Regions from separate parts of the Mus musculus genome. Here all the other regions are linked to region 2. The links are chromatin contacts, called in public promoter capture Hi-C maps. All regions are on one chromosome and are shown on one strand. The core of a region is the stretch at or near the end of the contact, and the rest is flanking DNA. Distances in the headings are between cores, read along the strand shown.

The links. Promoter capture Hi-C pulls out the DNA fragments that hold promoters and counts their contacts.
Region 1: a promoter capture Hi-C map of liver shows a contact between it and region 2, with 6 times the contacts expected there. The contact joins the promoter of Carf here to the promoter of Fam126b in region 2. A contact is called at or near these places in 2 of 39 promoter capture datasets (liver and pre-B cells) and 1 of 115 datasets of contacts at active chromatin or transcription factors (astrocytes).
Region 3: a contact with region 2 is called in a promoter capture Hi-C map of pre-B cells, with 4 times the contacts expected there. The contact joins the promoter of Cyp20a1 here to the promoter of Fam126b in region 2. A contact is called at or near these places in 2 of 39 promoter capture datasets (hippocampal neurons and pre-B cells).
Region 4: a contact with region 2 is called in a promoter capture Hi-C map of pre-B cells, with 7 times the contacts expected there. The contact joins the promoter of Tyw5 here to the promoter of Fam126b in region 2. A contact is called at or near these places in 9 of 39 promoter capture datasets (the 3T3-L1 cell line, 3T3-L1-derived adipocytes, the HPC-7 cell line and 5 more), 2 of 484 Hi-C or Micro-C datasets (embryonic stem cells and pre-B cells) and 1 of 9 other capture datasets (adipose tissue).
Region 5: a promoter capture Hi-C map of liver shows a contact between it and region 2, with 4 times the contacts expected there. The contact joins the promoter of Fam117b here to the promoter of Fam126b in region 2. A contact is called at or near these places in 4 of 39 promoter capture datasets (hippocampal neurons, liver and pre-B cells).

What each region holds. Positions count from the first base shown.
Region 1 is chr1:60,095,778-60,099,985 of GRCm38.p6, reverse strand. It overlaps Carf (calcium response factor), which reads right to left and starts at 1,739. Exons shown (of 16, transcript NM_139150.5): 1 at 1,679-1,739. Wdr12 (WD repeat domain 12) reads left to right here and starts at 2,079. Exons shown (of 13, transcript NM_021312.5): 1 at 2,079-2,479. The coding sequence starts at 2,439.
Region 2 is chr1:58,583,681-58,588,381 of GRCm38.p6, reverse strand. Fam126b (family with sequence similarity 126, member B) reads left to right here and starts at 2,049. Exons shown (of 13, transcript NM_001310598.1): 1 at 2,049-2,170. Ndufb3 (NADH:ubiquinone oxidoreductase subunit B3) reads right to left here and starts at 1,985. Exons shown (of 3, transcript NM_025597.3): 1 at 1,712-1,985.
Region 3 is chr1:60,341,183-60,345,244 of GRCm38.p6, reverse strand. It overlaps Cyp20a1 (cytochrome P450, family 20, subfamily a, polypeptide 1), which reads right to left and starts at 1,945. Exons shown (of 13, transcript NM_030013.3): 1 at 1,788-1,945. The coding sequence starts at 1,859.
Region 4 is chr1:57,405,358-57,409,784 of GRCm38.p6, reverse strand. Tyw5 (tRNA-yW synthesizing protein 5) reads left to right here and starts at 3,111. Exons shown (of 8, transcript NM_001037742.2): 1 at 3,111-3,401. The coding sequence starts at 3,324. It overlaps Maip1 (matrix AAA peptidase interacting protein 1), which reads right to left and starts at 3,519. Exons shown (of 5, transcript NM_001081181.3): 1 at 2,563-3,519. The coding sequence starts at 3,012.
Region 5 is chr1:59,909,567-59,914,289 of GRCm38.p6, reverse strand. It overlaps Fam117b (family with sequence similarity 117, member B), which reads right to left and starts at 1,284. Exons shown (of 8, transcript NM_001037725.3): 1 at 538-1,284. The coding sequence starts at 1,126.

The sequences.
Region 1 (4,208 bases), core at 490-2,989, 1.5 Mb before region 2:
AAAAAGAAATCTTGTTCCAGATAACACTGAGTCTTCATGAGGACCCCAATAAATGAATCCCAGAAGTCTGCAGTTGATATAAGCTAAAATTAAGAGAACCAACACTCTAGCATTAGCTATCTAGGTAACGCCTGCAAGCCATACCAGCTAAGACATGTAAGTGACTATTGAAAAAAGCTCGTCCCAGGTATTCTTAGTCACTTATCTTCCCTTAACTAAATACCTTAGCTAAATAAAAATATATTTTAGTGAATTCAAGATGTGTGCTTTGCAAACTGAACTCTGAGTAATTCCTGTTCTATATCTTCCTAATCATAGTTTTCCACTCGAATTAAGATTTTAAAAATGTACTGTCTTCCAAATGTATTGTTAATCTGTTAAGTCCAAACTAAAGGAAGTTTAAAATGATGTTTTAATTAGTTATATGTTATCAGTAAAAATTCAATAGTTAATTCGTCTGGTAACACTGTTATCAGCAAACCCAATCTGAACAAGGAAATTTTTTTTCCCTGTATTTTGGGCAGAGGTTTTTCTCATTTTATGCCTCCACCTACATCAGTGGTAAAAACTTCTATTGGTAGCTCTTATGAGAAAAATAGTTAACATTTTCTGAGTGCTTCTTATGCGACATTAAATTGTCACAGCTAATCTTAGTGTGGCACAGAGGTTAAGTAACAGGTAGAATCAAATTCAGGCATTCCTGTAATGGGGCATGCAATTCTGTAAAATGAATAAACTGAGAACAGTCATGCTTTTTGGGTCGTTGTCCACTTAACAAATGATTGTTTTCGCCTCCAACTGACTAGATAACTTCTAGTTTTCTACGGATTTAAATTTAATTAGGCGACATATAGAAAACCTCTCACCATATTCACTGGTTCACTCATACCGCTAAGCCAACACATTTTGCAATCCAGTTCTGCCTGACTCTAAATTGCTGTCTCAGAGTAGTGTGTCCCTGTACCCCACCCTACCCCCGGAGGTTTTCAGACGAATGCCTTAAAAAAGTGACTTTGGGATCTTAAGAGTAATAGCCCCCATCTATTCTCCACTCAGGAAAATAACTAGAGTAATAATCGAGACCATTGAGACCGAGACAAGCCTTTGAGTGACATCAAGATTAAAAAAATAATTAATAATTAATAATAATAATAATAATAAAAGAAGCCCGAAAGCAGGGGAGAAGGTGCAGAGGACACTTTTCTAAACGTCAGACTCGGAAAGGAGGGGAGAGGCCCCTCTCGGGCGGGCGCTCCGGCCCAGGACTCGGATGCTCCGTGGCGGTGGTGCGTTCTCGGGCTCCGCACCCTCTGCGGGACAGACACCTCGCCTCCCCCTGCGGCAGCCTGCCTTCTCCCGGCCGCGGGGCCCCTCCCGGGCCCACGGCGAAGGAGCCGCCGTGGAGGCGGACGAGGGCGCAGGGACAGCGCACAGCGGCGTCCGGCGACGGCCGGGGGCGGGGGCCGGCGGTTGCTCCCAGCCCGGGAGGGTCAGGAGGTGACGGGAGGAGGCGGCAGGGGGACGAAGGGAGGTTGGGAGGGAGCGTCCGGTCGCTGGGCACAGACAGCTCTGCCAGGCCTCCGGCTCCCCCAACCCTGCCGCCGCAGCGAGCCCCACAACGCGAGAGGGGAGTCCGCCGTAAGCAGAAGGGAGAAAATTCAAAACGAGACTACTCAACCTCGTCTTGGCTCCGAGGCCGCGCCGTGGAGACCAGCACAATGCGCAGGCGCACCCCTCCTGGAGGCGCAGCGCAGGTCCATCAGATTAGACCCTTCTCAGCCACCGTCGCCCAGTTCCCTTCCGACTCGTTCTCCTTTCCCGAGTTTCCGCTCTGAAGCCAGAGGTAAGAACACATGGTCTCGGCCGAATTTGGCTGTTGGAACAGTGCACACAAGACGAACAGATGGGACCTTTGTCACTCAGAATAAAGAAGCAGGAAGTGTAATATCTGCCCGGAGAAAGGAGTATTAAAAGCAGATATGAGACCCTAAATGCGGTGTGGCAAAATAAATAAAGCCTACAACTCCCAGTGTTCAGAGGGTCTGAAACGCGCTCCCTTCTGGGGTTTGTAGTATCTGAGCGCTGAGTCTAAAGGGTCTGGGTCTAAAGACACGCTTAAAATTTGGCTCAAGCTAGTTATTTTCTTTATTTTCCTAATAGATTACGAATCTAGATAGATAAGAAACAAAAGTCTTAAGGGGACTGGATGCTTTTAGGACTACGCTTGACTAATCGATGTTTCCTAAATCTCGGAATAGGTACTTGATGTGTGCGGGCTGGGCGCTGGTGGAAATCGAACCTCGTGGTATGTTCTGTAGGAACCTGAGGGAGCTAACTGAAGCCTAGCTCCTGCTGCGCTTGCGGCGCAGTCTACCTTAGAGCTGCTTGATTATCAACGCACACATTTTCGTGGAGAAGTCTCGTGTGTATATTCAGCCATGGCACAACTCCAGGCACGTTTCTACAGCGAGAACAAGAAGTAAGTAAGGGTTCCAGCTTCTGTCCCTGTCTTCCAGGAGCCGATCTCGTTTGAAGACTCCTTCGATTTGATCCTTGCTGTTTTGACTGGGGATATACATTAAAGAAGAAACGGACAAGGTTTTAGTAAATCAAAGTTGAAAGAACTTTAATAATTATAATGGCTACAATTAAAAGAATTTATTGCAAATAAGATAAGCTGACTGATAGAAAAAAATAAAAAAGACTTCATTCGCCTTCCCCTTCACGTGCCCCGCACTTCTGCCCTGTCTCATTTGGAAGCGGTGTTCACGTCTTCTTAAATCTCCGTTTTCTACCCACTTTCATGAGCTTTTCATAATTTGACGTGTGTGGAGGACCAGGGCTTCACGTTTGCTTTCTGCATGCTGCACACATCATGTCAGTAATTTGAGAGTTGAACAGGCTTGTCCGTTAACGGTGTCTCGTGGTTTCTGAAAGCACAACTTCATCCCCCCCCCCCCCCCAAACAGACTAGAAACTGGCTATGGAGTTTGTAGAGCTGTTTTTTTAATTAGAATGAAGCCAATTCAGTGTCCGATTTGATTAGGTGTATTTTGTGTGAGTGTGTCCAACTTAGGTTTCTCTTGTTGTGATAAAACACTGACAAAAAGCAATTTGGGGAGGAAAGGGTTACAGTCATCTCAGAGGAGGCCAAGATAGGAGGAACTCCTGGCAGGAACTGAAGCAGAAACCAGAGGTGAGGGGTGGGGGTGGGGGCAAGCTGCATTTGCTCTCCCAATGGCTAGCTAGCTAAGTTTGCTTTTAAAATACAGGGTGGCTCTACTCAGTGGGCTGGTTCCTCCTACATCAGTTATTAGTCCAGAAAATGTTCCCGCAGACTTGCCTGCAGACAACCACTATAAGGGAATTTCCTCATTTCAGAGGACCTTGGCTTCTCTCTAGTTGATAAAACAAGGACTGTGTGTATATATTTGTATGTGTGTACTTCTGTGTCTATATATTAATAAGTCATATAGATGTCAACGTTGCTGGTGATACATGTATAATGGCGCTCGCCTTTAATTCCACGACTCGGCAGGCAGAGGCAGGTGGATTTCTGAGTTGGAGGCCAGCCTGGTCTACAAAGTGAGTTCCAGGACAGCCAGGGCTATACAGAAAAACCCTGTCTCGAAAAACCAAAAAAAAAAAAAAAAAAAAAAAATATATATATATATATATATGTGTGTGTGTGTGTGTGTGTGTATATATATATATATATATATATATATACATAATGTATAGAATTCAGGTGCATCATACTAATAGAGTTGTATAAACATTCACACAATCCTTTTTGGAAAAAACCACCACCCCCACCCCCTTTTTTTGTTGTATTTTTGGTTTTTCAAGACAGGGTTTCTTTGTGTAGACCTGGCTGTCCTAGAATTGTTCCCTCCAGTTGGCACTGCCTTCTGAGTGCTGGGATTAAGGTGTTCGCCACCTCCTGGCTCTAAACTGCCTTTTCTTTAGTTGACACTCCATCCCTTGAATGCTTGCCACCCAAGTCAACTCCTGATCCATTTACCATCTATTTGTAGATTTGCCTATTCTGGACACTTTTCTAATGAATTATGCAAAATGTGTGGTCTTTTGTGGATGGCATCTTTGCTTGCATGGTGGTTGGTTTTTTGTTTTGTTTTTTAGTTTATTCATAAGACAGAATATCGTTGCATTTTATTTTATGGCCACATTGTATGGCTTAGTTTCTC
Region 2 (4,701 bases), core at 800-3,299:
TCTGGGTGTATGAATACTTTTTTCAAGTGTAGTTTTTCAACCTAAAAATACAAATACAGACCAAGTATTTATATTTATGAAAACAATATATGTGTGTGTATATATATATATATATATATATATATATATATATACACATATATATATACACATATACATATATACTGCATATATAAAGTACATACATTTTTGACAGCATGAAATGTAGAATAATTCATTAATAGTATATATAAATATACATATTTATTCAAGAGAAGGTTTCTCTGTGTAGCCCTGTCCGGGAACTTGCTCTGTATACTAGACTAGTGTTGAACTCTGAGACTCACCTGCCTCTACCTCCCAAGTGCTAGGATTAAAGGCAACCACACCAGGCTTCAGGCTTAAATATGTTTAACATACTGGGTTAGATGAATTTGTTTTTTACTTTTACTGTCTACTAGAAATTTTAATTTTACATATATGGCTTCCATTGCATTTCTACTGGATGTTATCTCTTAAGAGAAATTCCTGAATGTGCATGACATTGAATATGTTTATTAGATTTTTTTTTCCAAATAAAGCACACATTACTGTATCACTGGGGTATGAGCCACCCCTATCTTACAAGAATATTGTTTATTTACTTGAGACAGTCTCACAAAGCTCAGTCTCACCTCAAACTTGGTATGTAGCCAGGGAAACTTTGAACTCTTACTCCTTCTGTCTCTGTCTCCCAACTGCCAGGAGTACAAGCCTGTGCATCATGCTGGGCTCCTATTTTTAAGAGTATTTCTTTAAAGTCATGTGTGGTGTGTGTGTGTGTGTGGATGTTCATGCAGAGGTCAGAGGGCAACCTAATCCAACTGGTTCTCTCCTCTTCCACAGAATGAGCGAGTTCTACTGCACTGAGGGCTCAACAACAGGAAATTATTTCACCTTTAGAACTGTCCGTTTAAGAACAGAAAAAAAAAAGGATTCAACCATGAATGAACACATAATTATGGAAAATTTAAATGCTATCTGCCTATGTCAGAAGTGAACTCAAAAGTTTGGTGATGATCAACCTTCACTAACGATGGCTTGTTCTATCTAGCACTGGGGAAATGTTGACTTGCTTTCCCTAAGGAAGAAGAATGTTACATCCATTACATATAATTTTACAGTTTATCAGGGATTTTCAAGGGTGTATCTCAAATTTCCCTCATTTAAAAACTGAGATGACCATTAAAATATGGGAAAATACAAATGAACTGCTATTACTTTAGTATCCAATCCTTAATCCTAGGATTATGCAGTAGTCTTGATTTTGTGACTTGCTCTTTTTCACTTAAGCACTGTGTCGTAAACACTTATATTTGGGAAACCGTACTTAAAATACAAGCTTGTGAAGCAACCGTTGCAATTATTTCTTCTAGTTTTAAGTATTTTCGGGTCTGAGCTGTTCTTTACCCTATTCAAATACAACCCAAAAAGCCAGGAGGCGAGGAGTACATTGCATCTGGTAGCGGCGGTTTAAAACATCTCTGGGATTTAACAACCATCGTAATTCTCAAGACATCCTTCATCCGCCTCAACACAGCCCAGCAAGAACCTTGCAGCGGCGCTCCCTAGCTAGATCCCGGATCTTCTCCCGGTCTTATCGGATCCCTTCAGCCCTCTCCACTTCTGCATTCCCTGGATAAAGTTTAGATTATGCGTAATCCAGAAGTCTCCCACCAGCTCCCTAAATTACCTGACAGCAATCTGACCTCCCGGGACACTCAATATTCAACCTTACAGCCGGAGACAACCGGAAACGGACGTTGTTTCCTCTAGTTTCTTACGACAGGAAAATGGGGGAGATGGTAAACGTTCCGGTACTGGCGCAAGGCTCCCAGACAACGTAGAGATGACATGAAGGAGCCTGGAAGTAGAGATTATTTCCCACACTTTGCAGCTGGAGTCTGCTTGAGGTAGAAGATATTGAGGAGAAGGACGATAAAGCCGTGTTTGTCTTGCTCCAGGACGGAATCTTTAGGCGGAGCACCGAGAGGCGGGCCAAAGTCATAGCGCAGCCAATGAGAGCGGTTGTTATTAAGCGCGTGGGCCCACTCAATGAGAAGGCTGGTTGTTATGCTGCAGTTGGCAGGCTGCTGCGGGAGGCGGTGGCGGTGGCGGTGGCGGTAGGAAGCCTGAGGCTGCGGGGTGACAGGTAGGCGGCGGTGCTGTCTTGGGGGGGTTGCGGGGGGGGGGGCGCACGGTGCCGGGTGAAGAGGAATTTCTCCTCCGGCTTCGGACGCCGTAGTCGGGAGCTGACGAAGGTGAAGTGGGAAGGCAGCAGGACTGTTGGATCCGAAGCCCTGCAGACCTGGGAGCAAGCTCGGGAGGGTCGTGAGGAGAAGGCGTCTGCCGAGGCGGCTTGGGGATGAGTGTTGTGGGGCAACTTGGGGCCCTAGCAAGGGCGTTAGGGTGTCGGTGGCGCGGGCTGAGGCGGGAAGGAGGCGGGAGCAAGACACAGGTAGTGAGGGCTGAAGGGATGTCTTGCAAGAAGCCTCAGGTAAGAGAAGGACGTGGTATTGCAGACACCTGCGTGAAATCCTAGGTGTTCTTAGGGCCGTTTGCTGGGATGGGGAGAGGTGCGGAGAAGAAAGATATTTATTGGTGGTCAGCTCTAGAAATTGGTGGTTGTACATTATGTAACCCATGGCAGTTATTTTTCCAAGTAACTCGACTGACCCTGGTAGAAGAAGAGCTCTGCAACCCATTGATGTATCTGAGCACTTTGTTCTTGTTGGCTCCAGCGTTCTCTCTACCGAGGCAGGGTCTGTAGGAGGAGGACAGCGTGAAGGCAAGAGTAGTCACGAAGCGCTTATCCCAAATATGGACTTTGGTTGCGAGACAACACGATGTTAGCTTTAGAGGAATGTTGTCAGATTCGTGTTTTGTAGTACAGGAATTTGCTTTGCGGCTTTAACCTTCAGAAAAGTGGAGAGCCTTTTAAATCTATAGACGAAGATAAATGTAGATTAGAAAATGAACAGTAAATTGGTAGACAACTCGCCCCCAGTGTTAAGGACTGTGAAAATAAGTTGGGAATCTTAGCAGAGGAGTGTCAACTTTTAAGTGATTTCCCTTGTTAAGTCTAGGAAGCTAGTTGTGAGTTATGCCTTAGGCTTAAAAAAATAAGTTCGTTGAATGTCATGGACATAGATAAAATTTATGTACAAATTTAAAACTATTTTGTTTTGAAAAGTCTTTTAAATCCACGGTTTGAATGGTGAAATACAGTCCTAAACAAATCCCTGTCGGCGAATATTGTGGAAGGGCACTTTTATAACTCATTGGAAAAATATCTTTAAAAAGTAGCACTATAAATTATTAAAATGTAAGAGGCCTGAGATGCTGCCGTCAAGTTAGACGATGAGGACAAATGTATCCAGGAAGTATATTGTCTTTCTGGGCTTGTTATTTAACTACATGTTAGAAAAACTTTCTAAGATGTAATCTTTTTCTACTATTGATCATTTATACATAAATATTTATACATATACATAACATAAACATACATATACATAAACATTTATGCATATACATATAAAGCTAGAATTTTTCTCTCAAAATATTGTTTGAGTAGAAATGGGTCATTAGTATTTGTTTTGAAATGTCCAGCACACTGAGGTATTTGTCAGTGCTTTAAATAAAAAAATTTAAATGATACTGGTGTTTTATTGCTTGTCTTTTATCTTTTTACAAGAATAATGGTATTTTGGTCACAAAGAAAGCTTACATTTTGCTTTAGGTGAAATTCTATAGTGCTTTACATACAAAAAATACGGTGTTTACATATTGAAAACAAATATTTGCCTTTAGGTAGTTTGATTTAAGAGAGAGCATGTGTGTTTCTGTGTCTCTCTTATGTAACCAGCCCACTCTGTTTGAGAGAACTAATGGTTGATTTTCAGTGGCCAGTAGGTGTCATTGTAGAATGCCATAAATTGAACACTTGAGTAGGGAATTACCAAAGAGTTTAAAAAACAGTCCCAAATTGGCTTCTAATAGGATCTGGATGATTATTTATAAATCATAGAGATTCTGTCTTTTGAAAGATTTCAGTGTCAAAACTATTTGTAAGTGATTTGACACACTAATTGTAAGGAAATATTTTTGCTTGTTTCAAAATGGTTCTTGAATGTTTTGCTTCTTAATATAATCTTTAATCAATCTCTCTCTCTCTCCCCCTCCCCTCCCCTCCCCTCCCCCCCCTCCTCCCCCCTCCTCTTTCTCTCCAGACAGTCACTATGTAGAGTGGGCTGTCCTTGAATTCATAGATATCCACGCACCTTGCCTCCTGAGTACTGGTGCACCACCACAGCCAGTCCTTAAAGTCTTTCTTAATAGCTAGTATTGATTTGTTTCACTGCTGGTAGTTCACAATTTTTACTTCTTATTGTAATATATTAAGGTCTAGAATGATTTTCAGTCTGACTGAGCTTTATTATAGAAAAAAAAGTACTACATAGTTAAAGTTAACTGCTTTCCATGAAACATTTTTTTTAAATGATATGGGCAGAAACCTCAACCAAGTTGTACTGTCAACAAAAATAATATTTTGTTGTTCTTTTAATGCCAGAACAGATTGTGTGTGTGTGTGTGTGTGTGCGTGCTTCATTGCTTGTTGCTTTTCCCCGCCTCCGGAATATTTTCCCCTATATATTTCTGTAGACTATATACTTTTCTCACTAT
Region 3 (4,062 bases), core at 696-3,195, 1.8 Mb before region 2:
CGATACAATATATACACTGGCAGTTCCCAAACTGTTCCAGTCTGGTTTTTTAACCTTAAACCTCAAGACTTTTGTACTTGATTTTGTCTCACTTGATGTCAAACAGGCATCTTAAACCTGGCTCACGTAACCCCAAACTTCTGATCTCTATGAAACCTCATTAATTTCCCACCAAGATACAAACTAAACAAAATCTTCACATTCCATGGGGAAATCCATTCTTCTATCTGCCAGTCCCCATCTCCACCCCCAGAAGTGTTTTTCTTCCAGCTTCTTTCAGCCTCGAGTTTTATATCCCGTCTCACTGGCTTTATCTTAACAATGTTGTATTTCTCACCATGTGCTATGACACTGGGGTTCAAGCACACACCATCTCTCACCAAAATGACAGCAGTTATCTTTCCGCCTACTCTCTCTAACCCCACCCTTGCCTCAGCCCCATAATTACAGTCCGTTCTTAACACAGTAGCGGGACGACTATCAGAAAACTTTACTAATAATATTAGGATTGTTCTGAAGTGGGGTCTCACAACATTCATTGCCCAAGATGGCTTCAAGCTTACAATCCTCCCACCAGAGCTCCCAGAGTGTCTGGGAATTAGACACGGCCAGCCTGCAAATTAAAGTTCTCCTTTAAAGCTGAAAATCCCTTGATTCCAAGATTTGCATTTTTTAAAAGGAATGAATTGAAGACATTTTTTTGCCACATATATTTTTAATTTTTTTTCTAGTATACAAATTTTAAAATTTAAGACAAGGGCTCATGTGATCCAGACTGGCCTAGAACTCAGGTCCATTTTGGAAGAAACCCTTGAACTCTCCTGCCTCCACCATCCAAGTGCTATGATTACAGGCCCAACACAGCATTCCCAGTTTTCCTTTAAACTAAAATAGCCACTTATCCATTGAAATCCTCCAGTAGAACGCAGACTTAAAAGTCCTTTGAATAGCTTTTCAGCCATTTACACCCATCTGTCTTCCCGGTCTGGTTTTACATTCGCTCCAGTTGGCTAGGACACAGTCCTCTTATTCTTGAAAGGCCTGAGCTCTCAACTTCTTCATATCAGTGTTTTGTTTCTCAGGAGTTCAGGTATGTGGTTTCTATATTAGTCTAATCAACCACTAACTCAGAACAGGACACTTCTAAGGGGCATCTCCATCACCATTCATCTACCCGGGGCTGTTCACTACCTTTCCACTTTTCCATAAATCCACCACACTTTGTACATACATATTCTTTTAAAGACAGGGTTTGATGTAGTCCAGGGTGAGCTTTGAGCTCCCACCCCATCCTCCTCACCCCGGGCTGGGATTACAGATGTATGCAACGCCCAGCTTTATACAATACACTTTAAGGAAGTTCCTTAACAGTAACTCCGGAGTTTTGAGAGGTTCCCCTCTGAAAAGGACAGGTGGACAAAGTTTGGGTTGGGGAGCTCAGCTCGCCCATTCCAACAACGGTGCCGGGGCATATGCAGGGGGATGCTAGGAAAAGATGGAAGGAGTTTCTCCCCTGATGTAGAAGCAAATGGGATTGGGGCTCGAAGAAGTCAATGTCTCCAAAGTCACCCAAGGTAATGAATTGATCGCCACCTCCCAAAACCCGTCCGGGACAGGGAGAATGAGGGACCCGCCCAGGACCACAGCTCAGCGACCACAGCACTCATGCGCACGGGGAACGCACGCCGGGGCGGAGCCACGTGGCTCTTCCGCAAGCGCTCCCGGCCGACCGCCCGCCCAGGTCCTCGCGGCGCAGGCGCACCCCCGAAACCCGAGTTGGGAGTTACCGGGTAGAGGTACAGCACCGCTCCCACCAGCGCCAGCAGGAACGTCACGGCGAAGATGGCGAAGTCCAGCATGCTTCCTCTCGCCCGCCCGCGCGGTCCTCGGCCGTGAGCTCCGTGGTGGCGCCCGCAGCTGGGGAGGGAGGTGGCCTCAGGCGGTCGGCGAATAGGAGCCGCGGTCGCCCCGCCACGCCCGTGCTGGGCGTCACCCTTGGTCTGCTGGCGACTCACAGGCCACAAGGAAACCTCCAGGCCCGGGTCCCACCCTGGCCTGGCTAGAATCAAGCTGCGTGCGACACCAGTCCGCTTGCACAAAGTAGACTTAAGTACATTTAAGTAGGACTCACAACCGAAGCCAGTCTCACCTGGACACCTGCATGCATGGCTGAAGAGCTAGGCACCGTTAGATGCTCCTTATTGCTCAAAAGCGCTCCAGTGAACGTGGCTGGTTTCTGTGTTTTGACAGGATCTGACTATGTATCCCTGTCTAGATTGGAACTATGTAGACCAGGCTGGCCTCTGACTAATAGATGCCTTCCTGGTGCTGGAATTAAAGGCGTTAGCCACGGTAGCAGACATTGGGTAGGATTTCTGGCCACGGTGGCAGACAGTGGGTAGGATTTCTGTTACTGATAATTTGCAATAAATTCCTTGAATTTAGCAAGCTCCATTTTCTTCTATGGAAAACTGAAAACCAGAGGCTGGGGAGGTAGATTGCTTTTCTAGTACAAAGTTCTGGCTTCAGTCCCCAGCACCACATAAACCTGGCTGGTTGGCACACATTTGTAATCCCAGCGTCAGAAGGTGGAGGCAAGAAAATCAAGTGTTTAGTCATTTCCAACTACATAACCAATTCCTAGGTTACCTGAGCTCCTGCCTCATTAAATCAAAATCAATTCATTCAAAATAATACCATATAGAGTAGCCAGTGGAGGGTACTATTGGGCGTTCTAGGAAGCACTGAGCACTGGCAAAGCAATGTTGTGTGCTTATGTTTTTCAAACATTGCTTGGTCAGAGCATTACTGTAATTTGAGATCCTTCTGTTCTATCCAACTCAGAAATTTTAACATGGGTTAGTATAAGGTAAAGCCTGATACTTATTGGCACTACATTTAGTGAAAGCATCCTAAAACAATTTATAGATTTTATAGCTTGAATATCAAATTTTCTTGATACCGTTTGGCATGTCATTTGGAATTGCAGTTAGAGCTCCTGTAATGACTACTGCTTAAGAAGGAATCATACCTCACTGAAAACATGCCATATCTTTTTGAAGCTGTAACAATACTTCCACTCAAGATTTCGTCGATTGGAAATCACATTTTTTCCTGTCTTGGGACAAAGCTGTCTACATTGCTCAAGTTGGCCTCAAACGTTTGATTTTGTCTTAGTTTACAAGTCGCTAAAATTTTAGGCATGGGCCACCTCACACAGCAAGAGCTGTGCTTTTAACTCTGAATGTATTTCAAACTGCCCTGAGTGTTTCAAGGGTTTGTTTTTTAAATCGGTTTTAAAGACATTTCTCATCAAAATGATGGCCCACATCAACAGCAGATAAAAATTTGAAATATACAGTGTAGCTACATAACATTAATGATTTACTTATTCTATGTATATGAGTGCTTTATTTGCATGTACACCTGCATGTCAGAAGAAGCCGTCAGATTTCATTACAGATGGTTGTGAGCCACCATGTGGTTGCTGGGAATTGAACTCTGGACTGCAGGAAGAGCAGCTAGTTTAGTGCTCTTAACCACTGAGCCATCTCTCCAGCACCATAGCTATATAACTTTAGGTACCACTTTCTCAAGGTATCTGGTCCTCAACCTTCCCAGTCCCAAATCAAAATCATGCCTGGTACCTGCCTGGTACTGCTCCAGCACTGAGTCCCCCCCCCCACCCCCACCCCCCAACCTGGGTTTTTTAGTCCTAAGTTAGCTCTCAGCCTGGCACCCTCTGGACTTTTCAGTACCCACAGAGGCAGGCCCCAGTGTTTCAGAAATGGAGTCTAAAACTAGACATGAGGATAAGTGTAGATCAGCAGCGGAGCCTTGCTTAGCCTTGGTTCTGGGACTTCTTCTTTCCTAGCTCCACAGAACACCAGAGACAAATAGACAGCAACCAATCTACCTCTTCTTTCTTTAAACTTTAAAAGTAATTTAATAACTATATATAGTGTACATTCACATGTTTTTATATTTAATACCCAAAATTTTTGTCTTGACTTCAACAGGTTAAACTTTTGACACTGTAAATATTCACATATTACAAAGTGT
Region 4 (4,427 bases), core at 1,862-4,361, 1.2 Mb after region 2:
TTACAATAATGTTGGACATGACTGCTTTTAAGTTGATTGCCTTTTCTCAGATGGCTTGCCCGCATATACAGTTACAAATGAGCTGACTACAAATTATGAATCCATTTCTAGGTCTTGGGAAATGACAGTATGTGGCATATATACTAGATATCTCAATAAAAAATTACCTTCTATTTTATTTTAAAATGATGATATAAACAACTATGATATACCTCTTAATCATTTACAGACAGCAATTAGAAAGTAAAACACTCTGGAGTCTAGATTGTACTTGAAGTCTGGAGATCTGGATTATAGACAGAACCTCTCTAAGATATATGTTAGGTTTAGAAAAGTGGGAGAAAGGAGAAATAGCTTATGATCTAAGACAGTGACTCTCAACCTGAGGTATAAGGTCTTATTTTAAGAAGGGGGAAGAGAATCCACAATTCTCCACACTCAGCAATGAGAAAAAGCTGATACATTCAGATCCCACTTGTATTTCAGGAGCTTTAAGCCAGCTGAGAGAAGACATGTTAGCCAACAAGTTCAAGAATTTAAGATATAAGAGAGAACTATCTAATCTTGGAGGACCACAGAGGTTCCATAAAGGAAGTAGCTGAAACCTGACTACTGGCTGGAGAAAAGCGAGCACGTGCAACAGAGAACTGCAAATGATTACTAGCTGAACTGTCTCTCTGCCATGGTCATGGTAAAGCCCTAAACTCTAAGACCTTGGGATATGATATTATTTGGAGACAACACCTTTAAAGAAGTGATTAAATAATAATAATAATAAAAAGCTGGTTAGTGTATCATCAGTACCTTTATGACAGGAGGAAATGTTTAGAGATGCCAGACATAAACAAATGTAGCGGCCTGAGGAGAAGGCAAACTTCTCATCTCTAGATATTGGAATATTTCTGTTTAAGCTGTTTAGTCTGAGACACCCTCTATAATAGCCCTAGCAAACAACCACAATTCAATGCAGATGACTTTTGAGAACATGCACATACCCAAATTCAAGGTCTCCCTGAACACTCTGGGGCAGGGATCTCCTATGTTTGGAAAGCTCTCACATGCAGCATGAATGATAATCCAGATATTAGGAACTATAACCGTTATGCAGAACCCTCGTCTCTACTTTGGTTGGTCAAGATCATACCTGAGCAAACTGCTCTAAAATGTAATAATGAATAATGAGGCTACCCTGGTAAGATCCTCTCCACACTAGAGTTAGTTATGAGGTACCTTGTAGGTGCTAGAAATGGAACTTAGGATCTCTGAAAGATGTTCTTTAGCCACTGAACCATCTCGCCAGCACACCTGGGTTCATCGTGTCTAAACAAGGATTGGACAAGAGGCCTTTTCAATTTGACGTCATATGATGATTTCCATTCCTGAACTAGTGTAGTTATGTATGGGTGATGGAGCAGACTCATGTGTGGACACTGCAGAGTAAGGAGTAGGATCCCACCATTTTACCCCTCTGTGCACAACTGACACAGAGAACAGACTAGCAAATTCACCCTATCTTCATACTTAGGTAGGCATTATCACTCAAGCTTGCTCACTTTTATTTTTGAGCAAACATATATATTAGCTAAGAGTGGACCCAGGGAGACAGGAGTTAATACTGCCCCAGATTACACGAAGTTGAGAACTCATTTACAACTACATGAGTTGGGTATAAATGGCTAGGAATTGGGGAAAATCTGAATAAGTCAGAAGTAAAATTAAAAATACCAGCATATAGTCAATGTTGTTAAATTATTATCCTGATGGTCTATTCCAGTATGAACTGGAGAATAAACTATGACTTCTACCTTTGTATTAATCAACAGTTTTGAAATGCTAGGGACTGACAACCTAAGAAAATGAAAGGAGATTTAAAAAGTCTTCCTGGAAAGAAAAGCATGTACACACAAACTGTGTCAATGATCTTGAGATTCAAAGTGACCATTGTTAAGGCAACATCACTTGCTATTCAGAAAGGTCACGATGGGCAAAGTCAGAGCTAGGAATCACCAGTGTGCTAGACCTGGACACTAAGTAGACCAGCAGCCTCAGCAAACTCTTATCCTTGACAGAATATATAGGTAGAGAATGCAGAAGGCAATTCAGATCTGTCAAACAGCTGGTAGGAAACTGCCTTTGTACCTGAAATGATATGTTATTACTTTGGCAGTGTTATCTTATTCCTCACCATAACTTACTCCATTCGATTTACTTAACAAATACTTATGAAGTGCCTACTATGTGTGCCAGGCACTGTCTTCTCTAATCTTCTAATTCTGGAAAAATCATACCCAAAGGATTAACTAATTTTAGAGTGGCACTGACAAACAGGCTTTGAACTTAGGCCTTCATCCTAGTTTCTTGAATGAACCCCTCCTCCCTGACGACCATGCGAACACACTTAGAAGCTTATTAAAGTCCTGAAGTGGCCGAAAGATTCAGTGTCTAGGTCACTACCATCGTTGGATACCACGGGTCGCAATGAAGAAACTTCATGGCTAAACACTTGATCACGGAAACGCTGAATGCACGAGGCAGAGAGGTCAGTTAGGGGAGCAAACAAACCTGCTTCGCCCCTTCAGAGAACTCAGCGATACTGAACTCTTTGTCGAAATAGGCCCAAATAAGGAAGGCGTAAATTCGAGTCCGGACCCAGTTGATGGGATTGGAAAATCCCAGAATGATCATTCTGGTTCTCTGGCGTTGCTGGGGCTGCTCCTCGGTGCTGTAGCTGCGGCTGGGACTAGCGGGTAAAGAAGCGAGGGCTGGAGGATGTTCTACCCGGCCGAGAAGGGATCTTCGGGAGCTCCAGGAACGCAACGCAGGGCTTGTCCAGGCCCGAGTGTAGCGAGGGATCGGAGCCGCGCTTGAGCCCAGGCGACGGCGGCACAGGCAGCAAATTTCAGTCAGCGTCAGCCTCACCTCGGTGCTACCGAGAGTCCGGAGTCGGGTGACCGGGCCGGGCAGCGGCCGGGAAAGCAGGGGCAGAGGTAGGAGACGGGCGGCCAGCGCCATGTTTGTGACCTTTCACCTCTGCATGCCTGTGCAGTACTGAAAGCAGGCCGGAGGGAAACCAGCTCGCCGGGGTTGGAGAAGTGGAGCCAAGGCCGCCTCGCTGCCGCCGCCTCGGGTGAGTCCTCTCATTTCGGCTGTGTTAGCCCTCAGCCCAGGCCGAAGCCCTCGGGCTCCCCGCCGTGCGCACTTCGAACCAGCCGCCGCCCTCTGGGGTCAGTCACCTACGCGGACCATTTCTTCCGGAGTAGTGTTTCCAGGGGAAATCACGCGTGGAAGAACTCGTCCAAATTCCCAGGCCTGTGAATTTCACCATGGCTGAGCAGCGTCTTCCGGTACCCCGGCTGCGGGGCGTCTCCCGGGAGCAGTTCATGGAGCATCTTTATCCACAGGTGAGGAGGCCCGCCGCGGAAAGGCAGGGGAGACACCCCGGTACCTTCTGGCGGCCCATCTGCTCTCCTGCAACCCAGAGATTGTTCGGGGGAAGAGAAGGCGCTCTGCTGTCAAGGGAGTGAGCGGAAGGGACCTGTAGCCCTGCTCGGGAATTCAAAGCCCCGGAGAGAAACGGCCCCACATTTTTGGGGAGCAGGATGACCGGAGAAAGCTGGGTGGCACGAAGCTCACTGAGAGGTCGCGCGTGTGGCTTTCTGACCTCACGTGCTCCCTTTCTATGGAGTTTTTCCTAAAGTCTAGTTCAGGATCCCTCGCCCTTCTCTTGCTTGGTCCTAACAGCCCCTGGAGTATTTCGAGATATTAGATTTTTGAAACTCGATATTTCAGTCTAATGAAGGATTGCAACAGGGAAACCAATGGAAATCGTCTCGTAGGTTTCCTCTGGTACAAGTCATTCCTTGATTTAAGCCAGAATCATAATTAAGGATTAAGCCCTTTAGTTTTGTTTTGTTGTTTTGTTTTTTCCGAGACAGGGTTTCACTGTATAGCTCTTGCTGTCCTGGAACTCACTCTGTAGACAAGGCTGGCCTCGAACTCATAAATCCGCCTGCCTCAGCCTCCGAAGTGCTGAGACTAAAGGCGTGCGCCACCACCGCCCGGCTCCCTTTAGTTTTTAAAGAAAGAAGTAGCAGAAAGCAGTTAGATTTAAGAAAAGAAAATAAGTTTGCTCTCAGGACTTTTCAAGAAAGTCCAAGTATCAGAATAACAGAGTAAGGATTCTGGCGATTATTCTAAGGGAAAAAGTCTCTGAAGTATATTAGTGGTAGTAAGATAGGATCTGTAGCTACAGCTACGCTATGCTGCTGGAGCAGCCTGAAGTGTTCCTTTGAGAAGACAGGATTACTGATGACCCTAGAAGAATTTCTAATTGAGTCAATATAAGGCAGAGTTTAAGTTTACTAAGAAGTTGTAGTTCATGTTTCAAGAGAGATGCTTTGGGCTAATACTATAGTTTGATCAGGTAA
Region 5 (4,723 bases), core at 35-2,534, 1.3 Mb before region 2:
TAAGAGAAATAAAACCAGTATCTCAGAAACACACTCAGACCCTCAGGCTAGCTATCTACCATTTACGTATATGTGTAAACACATACATAGACCTATGCACACACCCCAAAGCAATCTTGCTTAACTTCTCCCTTCTTGCTACTCATTAAGTCTTACGAAATGCAAAAACTGCTCCCAGCTTCACAACTCTTCAATGATCCAAATCCGCCTTTGCTGATGCATTCAGTCCTCCAGATCCGAAACTGTTTTGTGGAACAGAAACACTAAGCAGCACACAAGTGCTATTTGCAAGCATTAACCGCGTCACCAAAAGTGACAGGACCAGCCCCAGCAGTAGCGACGCAAGGCCAAACCCCAGGGTTTATGATTTCCACAAATTGAGCCCAGGCCCAAGGTTAGCGGCCGCACCTCCACGGCGGAGACCCGCACGGGCAAGACGCAGGGGTGGCGGACCGCACGCCCCGCCCCGCCCCGCCCCGCCCCACCGGAGCGCTGCAGTCCCCACTCGGCGGCACAGGACCCCTGTCCTCCACGTACCTGCTTTGCACACCGGGGCGCTGGGGCTCCTCTTCTCCGCCGAGGGTCGGCCCTGCTCTGGGGACCTCCTCCGGTGGCGGACGCGGGCGGAGGGTGGGGCCGCAATCACCTCGCTCGGCCACAGGTGGGTGGGCGACGAACTGGGCGACGACACGGTGCCCAGCAGGGGCGGTGGCGGCTGCGGGCGCGGAGGACTGCTTCGGGCCCCAGGCGCCGTGCCGCGCGTGGGGCTGGTACCGCGCGTGGACGTCACGGACGCTCCCGTCTGCGTGGCCACCGTGGGGCTGGTACGCGCCGCCGCGCTGCCGCCGCCGCCGCGCGTGGGGCTGGTGCTGCGTGAGGCGGTGCGCGGGCCGCCACTGCCGCCGCCGCCCGAGGGGCCTGAGGCGCCTCCGTTGCCTCCGTTGTTGCCGCCGCCGCCGCCGCCCCGCGTGGGGCTGCCATGTTGCTGCTGCTGCTTCAGCTGGAACGGCACCGTCGCCCTCATGGGCTGCAGGCGGCTCCCAGGGCCCCCGGGCGGGCCGACCGCGCCACCCGCGAGGGCGCCGGCGGGCGTGGGAGACCCATTGCGCCTCACCCGCTGGGACATGGTCCCCCCGCCCCAGAGACGGCGGCCGGGGGTGCTGGGCGGCGGGGACCGGCTGCTCGGGGCCCGAGGGAAGGCCTGAGCCAGCGGGTGACGTAGCCTGACTTCAGGACCAGGGGGCGCGCGGGCAGCGACGGGCACCGACGAGGTGATGCAGCCGCCGCCGCGGCTCCTCATCAACAATAGTGTCTCCTCCGTTGTCCCCGCCCCCTGCCGCCGCTCATTGGTGTAGCGTCAGCGCGCTCGAGCCACTCGGCCTCGCTGATTGGCTGCGCGCATCTCGGCTCCCGAGGCTGCTTCTGCTCTTTAAAGAGAAAGAGGCCCGCCCCCGAGGGGTCGGGCGGCGGAGGAAACCGGCCGTGGCAGGAGGAGGGGTGCGGAGGGAACGCTTGTGGCTTGTGTAGAGGGATGCGGGGGTGGGGGGTGAGGGGGGGTTGCGTGCGTGTGCGGACGTGTGTGCGTGCGTGTGTGTGTGTGTACACGTGCGTGTACGTGTAGGCGCGCGCCCGGCCACGCGCGTCCCTGTTTCCCGCTGGAGGGAGCCCCTGGGACTCCGGGAATTTGGCCAAAGGGACGGACTGTACGGGACCACGGTGTCCCCGGGGATGGTCTGAACCGACTCTTTCCCTCTGAAACTCATTTCCTTACAGCAGTGGTGTCTGTAAGTTAACACGTACGCACATCTCTTTGGAGACTCCCCTCACCCCCGCCCCCCAATCTTTTTGTTCTGCCCTAATTCCATCTACCTATGAGCAGGGCTCTAAAATAAAAGAACTTTAATTCTAGGGTATTTTATATCTTTCTTCTCTTTTCTTTTTGGCGCTACAAAGATTCAAATATCAGAACGATTATATTTGCAGGTTAGAATGCAACTTTAGATGGTATCTGTGAAGTTCAGTTATCGAGTAGTGTTGCTACTAGCCCCCACCCTTATAGATCTCAAGTAATAAAGAATTTATTTAATCAGTTACTTTACAGTTCCCTTATACCTTAGAAAGATGCAAGTTTATAAAGTGCTGTGGCCTCCACTTGCTCCTCTCTATTTGAGACAGAACTGGGTGCACCACCCATATTTATTTATTTATTTATTTATTTATTTATTTATTTATTACATTTATGTATCTGGTTTGTGAATAAGCATGTGCATGCATGTAGAGGTCAAAGGACAGCCTGTTCTTTTCTAACATGTCTGTGCAGGGAATCAGACTCATGCATCAGACTGAGCCGTTTCATTGGCCCACCATTCATAGTTTAGTCTGGTGGAGAAAATAAGTCTCCATGGCTTTCATAAGAACTCTCTGAAAGGCAAGAAATTCTAAAGTAATCATAATACGCGGGTTCCTCTTCAATTAAAAAGTCGACATGCAGACTGCACGTGGCATCCTTAATCCCTTTATGGCTTTAATAGCTATACATTCTAAAAAGATCCCTTAACCAAGGCGTGGTGGTTCTGGTAACAGGTTCTAGGCCTCAAGCCCTATTGGGTTCCTGTAGAAAGCTGTTAGATAGGTTCCTAGGGTCCTGGAGACAGTCAGATCCCCCACATAGCCTGTGATCTCAGGTATGTCCATAAACAAGTTTCTTATTTGTAAGGTGCAGCTAAGCAATACCATCTGCTACAGACAGTTCTAAATATTAACCAAGGATTTGATGAGAAGAGGCTGTGCAGGAAGTTCTCAGAACTCCTTTTCTAGCAGTCTCTCTCCATTCATTCATTCATTCATTCATTCATCATTGTACATATATGTGTGCATCCCAACAGACAAAACCTCAGAAAAGACCTCAGAAAAGTAAAGACATTCTGTTACTAAGTCTTTCTGTCTTACTCAAGTGTAAATGGCCAATGGCTTCCTTTTGAAATATATTCTGGTATCCTAGGCTCTCTGATAATTTGTTTTGTTTGTTACTGACCTAAAGGCCTCCTTTTTTTAAGCTAAAAAACTGTTTTCATCAGATAAGCTGTATTAGATCAAAAGTTAAAATGGTTTGCATAGTTAAAACATGGTCTGCTGAAGCTAGTTGCTTAGTTCCTTTTTTTTTTAAACAGGTAGAGTCCCATATAGTTCAGACTAGCCTGAAACTCACTATGTAGCTGAGGACAGTCTTAGATCCCTGATCCCTCTTTTCTCCACCACTTGAAAATTAAGCTTTATAGGGCTGGAGAGATGGCTGAGCGGTTAAGATCACTGACTGCTCTTCCAGAGGTCCTGAGTTCAATTCCCAGCAACCACATGGTGGCTCACAACCATCTCTAAGGGATCTGATGCCTTCTGGTGTGTCTGAAGACAGCTACAGTGTACTCAACATAAAATAAAAAGAAAGAAAGAAAGAAAGAAAGAAAGAAAGAAAGAAAGAAAGAAAGAAAGAAAAGAAAATTAAGATTTATGCCACCATGGCCAGTTGGAACTCAAAACTGACTGATGTCTCCTTTGTTCACGTTTTCCTGTAGCTGTGTTTCTCACAGGATCACAGATCCAATGGGTATGAAAAAACAAAACAAAACAAAACAGCCCTTTTATCTCATTTAACCTGCCTGCTTAATTCATAGACCTAGAGCTGAACTTTCAATGAGAACCAGTATTAGTCATTGAAGCCGCCTTTATACTAAAGGCTATTGTAGTTACTTGTAAATTAAAAACTATGTAATCATCAGAATATCTTAGCAATCAAAACATAAATAGTTAGAATTGTAGCATTGGGTGCCTTGGAGTAGTTCTGGGGGGTTTTTTTGTTTTGTTTGGTTTGGTTTTGTTTGGTTTGTTTTGGTTTAGTTTTTTTTTTTTTGGTTGTTGTTGTTGTTGTTTTTTTTGTTTTTTTTTGTTTTTTGTTTTTTTTTGGTTTTTCAAGACAGGGTTTCTCTGTGTAGCCCTGGCTGTCCTGGAACTCACTTTGTAGACCAGGCTGGCCTCGAACTCAGAAATCTGCCTGCCTCAAGTGCTGGGATTAAAGGCGTGTACCACCACCGCAGGGCTTGGTTCTGTTTTTAAGTGAATGGAAATGAATAAAAGCATCCTTAGCTGTCATCCTGGTCCATTGAAGAATCAAGGCAAACAATACATCAAGGTAAGGTAGGAGTCTTTGTGCTCTGGCTCCTCTCTGAAGAGTGGCCTTGTTTGTCAAGAATCAGGCGAATCAGGCAAATAAGCACCCTTCTGCTTGAACCCCACGCCCCTCAGGAAATGATTCTTTCCAAGGTTGAAATGTGACTTATGAAATTTTAGGCAAGAAGCAACACATTTGAATTTATCTGTATTTGAACTCGAGGTTCTTCCAGGTGTGAGGCAATCCCAGCACAGCAAAATAGTAACACACGAACCTCAGAAGATAAAATTATTGACAGACTTATTTGCTTCTGGGTCTGCTCAACTCTTTACAAGAAAGAAGTTATAAATTTAAAATTTTTTAATATATATATCTGAGTAATTTGCCTGTGCTTCAGGGCATCCAGTGTTCATGGATACCGGAAAGCAGTGGGTGTTGGGTGTGCTGGAAATAGAGTTACAGATGTTTCCTAGCTGCTATGTGGGTGCTGGGAATTGAACCCAGTTCTGTTAACCTCTGAACCATGTTTCCTATTCCCAAGAAAATGTTTGGTTTTTT